Linked DNA regions of Mus musculus: region 2 is linked to region 1. The links are chromatin contacts, called in public HiChIP or PLAC-seq maps. All regions are on one chromosome and are shown on one strand. The core of a region is the stretch at or near the end of the contact, and the rest is flanking DNA. Distances in the headings are between cores, read along the strand shown.

What was found. HiChIP or PLAC-seq counts read pairs in DNA pulled down with a chosen protein or histone mark.
Region 2: a contact with region 1 is called in an H3K27ac HiChIP or PLAC-seq map of embryonic stem cells, with 5 read pairs. The contact joins the enhancer-like site here to the promoter of Tmem33 in region 1. A contact is called at or near these places in 2 of 39 promoter capture datasets (liver and macrophages), 1 of 15 datasets of contacts at CTCF or cohesin (CD8 T cells), 2 of 484 Hi-C or Micro-C datasets (cortical neurons and nephron progenitors), 4 of 115 datasets of contacts at active chromatin or transcription factors (the SCID.adh cell line, bone marrow-derived macrophages and embryonic stem cells) and 3 of 9 other capture datasets (adipose tissue, liver and pancreatic islet).

Annotation. Positions count from the first base shown.
Region 1 is chr5:67,259,150-67,262,293 of GRCm38.p6, forward strand. Tmem33 (transmembrane protein 33) reads left to right here and starts at 1,416. Exons shown (of 8, transcript NM_028975.4): 1 at 1,416-1,657; 2 at 1,815-1,884. The coding sequence starts at 1,840.
Region 2 is chr5:67,339,216-67,342,438 of GRCm38.p6, forward strand. Slc30a9 (solute carrier family 30 (zinc transporter), member 9) reads left to right here. Exons shown (of 18, transcript NM_178651.4): 10 at 736-791; 11 at 2,879-3,014. Among named protein-coding and RNA genes, the nearest start is that of Slc30a9, 34 kb to the left of the region's middle. Within about 2 kb of position 1,741, at least 10 of the 459 cell types and tissues checked have an H3K27ac peak or open chromatin away from gene starts, as enhancers often do. A contact at or near this core is called in embryonic stem cells, where this site is marked.

The DNA of each region.
Region 1 (3,144 bases), core at 166-2,665:
GTGAGGAAAAAGAAGTTGCGTTGTTTAAACTACTCAGTCTGTTGTATTTGACACCCCAGGTAAACCAAGATACACATGTGTGCATGTACACACACACACACATACACACACACACAAACACACACACTACCCATACATGGTGGGAGAGCCAGATTAAACAAATAATCAAAAAGAAATATTAGACAATGATAAATATTCTAAAATAGGGGACAAATTATACTCCAGCAATGCAGAGAAGATAATGTGTTAGCTGAGCTTGGGTGATAGGGAATCTAGACTGGAGATTGTGGGGACCTGAATGTGGACATTGGCCTTAGAAGAAAAGTTTACAACATTCTACCGAGCATCCTTTGACTCCTAGACAGCAGCTGACTGGCGCCTAGGCTGCCATGAATCATAAAGGCAATTGTACTTCTGAGAGAGTAGGAGCTTAGAGATACTCGGTTCCTAAGTTGGAGTATAGATCTGTAGTCAGCTTCCTGTCCTCCACCTCTCTCTTCTGTTCTTCTTTTTCATTTTTCTCTATGCCTCTTCTCCGGGTCTCTGCAGACGACACCCCCACCCCTGCATACCTTTTATCTAGCCAGACATGAAATTATGGAAGCCACATTCAAGTCTTCTTTCCTGTTCTTTTCTCCCACACCATCACACAATTCAGGATTTCATTGCTCTCCCTAGTTGTGTGCAATGGCCTCCCTATGATCTTTCTAATATAGATGATGTCACACTTCTGCTTAAAGTTGTAGCTTGGCTCCCTAGATTGCAGAGTTAAGTTCAGAAGTTTTGGCATACATGCAGGCAGAACACTGTATACATAATAAGTCTTTAAAAATATTTTTAATTAAAATATAACTTCATCATTTCTCCCCTTTCCTTCCAACCCCTCCCGTGCCCTCATGTAATGTTTTTCTTGCCACACACCCTGCCTCTCAGCAGTTCAAATCTTTCACCCCCCCCCAGACCCATTCATTCAGTTCACACCGAACTGTCCTGATTCATTCTGTTACTTTACCTGCTCTGTTCTCTTATTTGGAACCTCCTTCCCTTTTCATATACAATTTTTCCTTTCCCTTCAAGATTTATGGCCAGAATTACTTTTCCAGAAACCCCTGATTAACTCAGCTTGTGGTCGTTTTTGCTCTATTGTCTCTGAGAAGGTCAGTGTTATGTTCTTTTTTTTTTTTTTTCCTCCAAGCGTCTGTCACATAGCCGGTTTCACTAGTGCTTGAAATAAGAAAACTAAATCACAGGGTTTGGTGAATCGCTATCTGGAGAGATCATAGATATTTCTGAAGCTTCTGTATATGGAAGTAGAGAGATTTTTGAGGTTCGGAAGCCAGCGAGGAAAATCGCCTGAGTGCCGGTTAAGACGAAAGTTGCCTCGGTGGTTTTACTTAACATTTCCGTGCCAATTGGCTCGTAGGGAAGGTGGAACCAAAACAAGGAGAAAAACTGCATTTCCCGTCATGCCTCCGGAAACCACGCCCGGTGACTCTCAACGTCCCGCCTGACTCACGTGGAAACGAAAGGATCACTTCCGGTTTTGCAACCCCGGGAACCGGCGGCGTCGATCGGCCCTTTAAGGCCTTTCTCCGAAGCTCCGCCTTCGCTTGGGTCTTTCTAGAAAGGCAGCTTCGGTCTGGACCGAGCGGGGCAGGTATTACCGGGCCGCCATAGGGGGACTTCTGCGGCTGTGTGCTGCACGCGTCCGGGAGGGCCCGTTCCTCCGGGGGTTTGGGGTTCCTGCCGGCTCTGAAAGCAGGTCGGAGGGTCGTCGCCCCGCACTGACGTTTTGCTCTTCTTTGCTGTTGCAGCGTCCCGGGCTCCCGAGTGTCTCCCATGGCGGATACGACCCCGAACGGCCCCCAAGGGGCGGGCGCTGTGGTAAGTGAGCGGCCTGGTCGCCCGGCTCCATCAGCCGGAGTTGGCGAGGAGCAGGAAGTGTTTGAGAGGGCTAGAGGGTTCTAGAAGCCGCTGCCTGCCGGACTGGGGTTAGGGAGGAGCCGAGTGGCGGCCAGAGGAGCTCCAAGTTTGTTTCAAAGGCGACAACAGGCAGTTCTGGAGCAGGCGGCTGTCACCTGTCAGCTAGGGATGTTGGCCTCCTTGCCCCTTCCCACACCGCGGTCTCCGATCGTCTTCGGCCCCCAAGGTGGAAAATACCATCTATTCAACCCACATGCCTCGTGGTGCGCGTCGTAGTATTGCCCTTTGTACCTACTTCAAGCCTTTTAAGAAATTTTGCAAAGGGGAGAGAGTGGTGTGTTTCTTTGATTAGTCGTTTACAAAGAGGAGGACTGCCCGTTTGTAAACTTTATAATTAAAAATGTTGATCTACAGGTCGACTCGAGGTAGTTTTTGTGTTTTTGCCCTTAAATTGAAGTTTTGATTTTTTTTTTTTTAAAAAGCTTTTTACAACACCCCTGTACTGTGTACACGCACTTAACTTTGCTGACCCATTTGGAGATTTTTGATAACCCAAAAATACTTAAGTATTATTTTCCACTTCATTACATTTGGGGAATTGAACATGGATGCATTTTAATCTACTTTGTAGTTCACGTGCAGATTTCCTTAACTGTCCATTGTCCCTTCCCCTCTTTGGGAAGCAGCCATTGTGTTTATTTGTTCTGCCTCTTTACTCCCAGTCAGTCCATGGAAATCCCTCTATTATCTCTGGGCTTTGAAGACACACCTAGTTTCAAAAGTCTAGACCTGTTTTACAGAAGGCTCTAGAAACTGAAATTACATTTTGATTATGCCCTTCTCAGGACACAAGAACCATTTTATGTTGATTCTTTGGGGAATTAGGTATGATCCTGAATCAACTGATTTGCCATTGTAAAAATAGATTTCACCCTTTGTAAGTAAGAAGTTGTCTGGCCTAATACTTTGAAACTGTGAATAATTTGTCCTCAAGTCTTCAGTCCCATGATCCATTAAAATATTTTGTTGTGGAACTATATATACCAGGCCGTTCACTCTACTTAAACCAGCCTCTTCAGCTCCTTGATTGTGTAATGGAGTGTACGTACGTGCAGAAGACCCAGAGGAAGGGCTGGGTAGATGGGCTCGTGTTTATAAGTGAGTGCTTCTTTTGCAGAAGACCCTAGTTCAGTTCCTAGCACCCACAGCGGGGGGTGGGGG
Region 2 (3,223 bases), core at 491-2,990, 80 kb after region 1:
GCGAGGTTTAGAAAGATCTAAAGGGCTGGGACACTGATTGGCAGCAAGGGCTTGCTTAGACTGCGAGGCTGGAGGTTTGATCCCCAGTACCACTAAGAAGAGGGAAATAGAATGAGAAAGAATTTGATGTGGATAAGATAGTTATCTATAGATTGAGTGCTTCCCAGTCGTAATGTCATTGTGCCTTGTTTTGTTTGTGACAGAGCCTTGAAACGTAGTATTCCAAACTAGCCTACATTCAATGCCCTCACAGAGTGGGCCAGCTAGAGCTTTTCCTGTGTCAGTACAGAACACTGTATTTCAACTAATGTTGTAGAAGCCATTTGTGTGGTTGATCATTTGTGTTGCATGCCCTTACTGATGGAATTTTAGATTCCTGTAGTTATTGTCTTGGCTTGTTTTGGTATGGCTTCATTTTTTTTGAGATGGGTTTCTTTATGCAGCCCAAGATGCACTCAGACTTGATTCTCCTACCTTACACCTCTTCAAGTGCTAGGAATTTAAGTGTGTGCCTCCATGCCCAGCTATTTTTCAAGTTTTTTATCCTTATAAACAATGTAGTTTTGAGTCCCCTTGGGTTTATCTTTATTTTTCTAAGTCCTGAAACTAGGATGTCTTGGCCATTTATGTGCATTTATGATTTCTTTGTTGCTGTTCTCTCCATCTTCCAAAGTGGCGTACTCACTGTATTCTCCATCTTAGTAATGAGCTCTTACTGTTCGCTCTTCTCCATAGGGCTTGCTAGCACTGGGCATCAGCAAATCTGTTCAAACACCAGATCCTTCTCACCCGTAAGTCAATGAGATAAAGCCAAGGGATTGCAGAGATTTGAGATTTATATAACATCAAGTTGTTCGGTATTTGGTCATTTCCTTTGTAGCATGTAAAGTGCCACGGTCAAAGTAAATTCAAGGCATAATTTGAAAATGGAATTGAAGTATTTTTATGCTTTATAGAGCAGCCTAGAGCTCTTCTCTGTATTTGGTAATAACAAAACACTTATCTTAGAGTTCTGTTTTTTTTTTTTCAAGGAATATATTTCATCCCAAACTTAGTTGGCCACCTAATCTAAAATTTTGATGTTAACCCTTTTAAAATGCATATTTCATACTTACTCTTTCTTTAATGCTTTTCTTATCATTGAGAAATCTTTTGATAACATTTCAAAATTAGGTATTTATAAAGTAAGGTTTTTGTTTTAGAAGATATTGCTTTGAGTATGTCAGTGTCCTGATGTAGATATTTATTTTTGTAGCCTCTAGCTCCATATCCATTGTTATTTTCACTAGCTTCATTAATACAGATTGATCAAGTTAAGGCAAAGATGTGCCTTTATCTCTGTGAAGATGTCTATTTTAGTACTTTATAAACACTTTTTCTTAATTGAAACCAGGGTACTGCTATTTTAATAATAATAATAATAACTGCTATTTTAATAATAATAATAATTTAAAAATTATAAGTTATCTAGCATAGAGAACAAATGTTAACAAATTGTATGCCGGCTTCTTGCTGGCAGGTCCAGGTGAGAGGAGAGAGGTCCGGGTCTCTCTGGGGCTGAGCAGGATGGCGAGTGTCCACAGCCCAAAAGAAACACACCAGGGCCTGGAGTCTGTCGAAGCAGGAACTCAACTTTATGGCATCAGCCTCTCACTTATATAAGGAACATAGGGAGTGGGATTTTTGGTGGGTTAGATGACAGAGGAGGTGGGGAAGGGTGACAGAGGGTATGGCGTGACTGACAGGGCCAATGGCAAAGTTCTACCTCAGCAACGGTGGGCTAGAGGCAGGGCCAAACAGGTCTTGCTGAATCATCCCGATGCGGAAGTGACTGAGACAGGTCTCAAAACTAGAGCCAGGCTCGGGTTTATTCTCAAGGCCCAAACCAGGGCCAAAATGGGGCTCAACAATTGCACATCTACTATATTTTACTATCTCTTGAAAAAAATATTTTCCATACCAAAAATTTAAATAAGAGGGTAAAAATTTAAAGGTTTATGTTCCAAAGATTGCTTCTTAAGTATTTTCAATAGCCCATTTTAGCACTACCTAGTACAGTGACTAAATTTTGGACAGTAGTTTAAGGAAATTTAGATATGGTAGCCACATGGCACTTAATATAGCATCAGTAACAACCCTGAAAACAAAAACAAAAACAAAACAGAATCCACAGTGCCTTGAAAATACATATAATTCAAATTGGCATATAGTTGCTGTTACTTTGGAAAAAAACTTTTAAAACAATTTTTTTTCTAAGTCAAATTTGTAAAATATTGTTGCATCAATAAACTGGAATTCTCTATAGCTAGATTATATTTTTGCCTGAAGAGAATTTCAGTAATAATTCCAAATTTAGAATTGCTGTTTGAATGTGTATCTACCAGAGAATGCAGTCATGTTTGTGTTTAAGAGTACATTTCTCAGAAAACGTTTCTATTTCTCATAGTATGTCATAATTTTCAAGTGTCCTGAGAGTGCTGTTTTGGTACTTAAAATGATACAAAGTAATGGTTCATTTTGACCAAAGATAATTAGAAAAATAATTGATGTTTTCAAAATTATCCATGAAAACATGCAGAAAACTGAATATATTGGTTTACTTGTGTGCTAAACTCTTCAGAGCCAGCAGTAAGTTTCATGTTAAACTGTTGAGAATTAAGCAATAAAATTATGGGTAATATTTTCAAAGATCTTGCAATTTTTTCCATTTTGTATACTGTTTTTATTGAAATTTGAACTTTGTGCTTATAGTATTTAATATAAAAAATTATGCCAATTTAATAGTCCAAGAATGATTTTGTTTGTTTTCATTGACTTATTAAACATTTTGAAAGTTAGTGTTCATTTTTGTAAACTATATGATCTTTTTATCTTTCAGGTACGGCTTTTCAAATATGCGCTATATTTCTTCATTGATTAGTGGTGTTGGTATTTTCATGATGGGCGCAGGACTCTCTTGGTATCATGGAATCATGGGATTACTTCATCCTCAACCAATGGAATCCCTGCTATGGGTGATCCTCCTTTCCCCCACTCTCACTTTGGAGTACTGTGACTTAGTGGAAACCTTTCCATATTGTATTAGAGGACAGAAATAATTTGCCTCTTGGCTGTGCCACACAAGTTAGTTGTGGTTTTGTTTTACACATGAGTATTTATGATCTCTGAATCTATATAATTGTGTGACTTAAGACAATTTTTACTTATTTCATGTGTTTGGGTG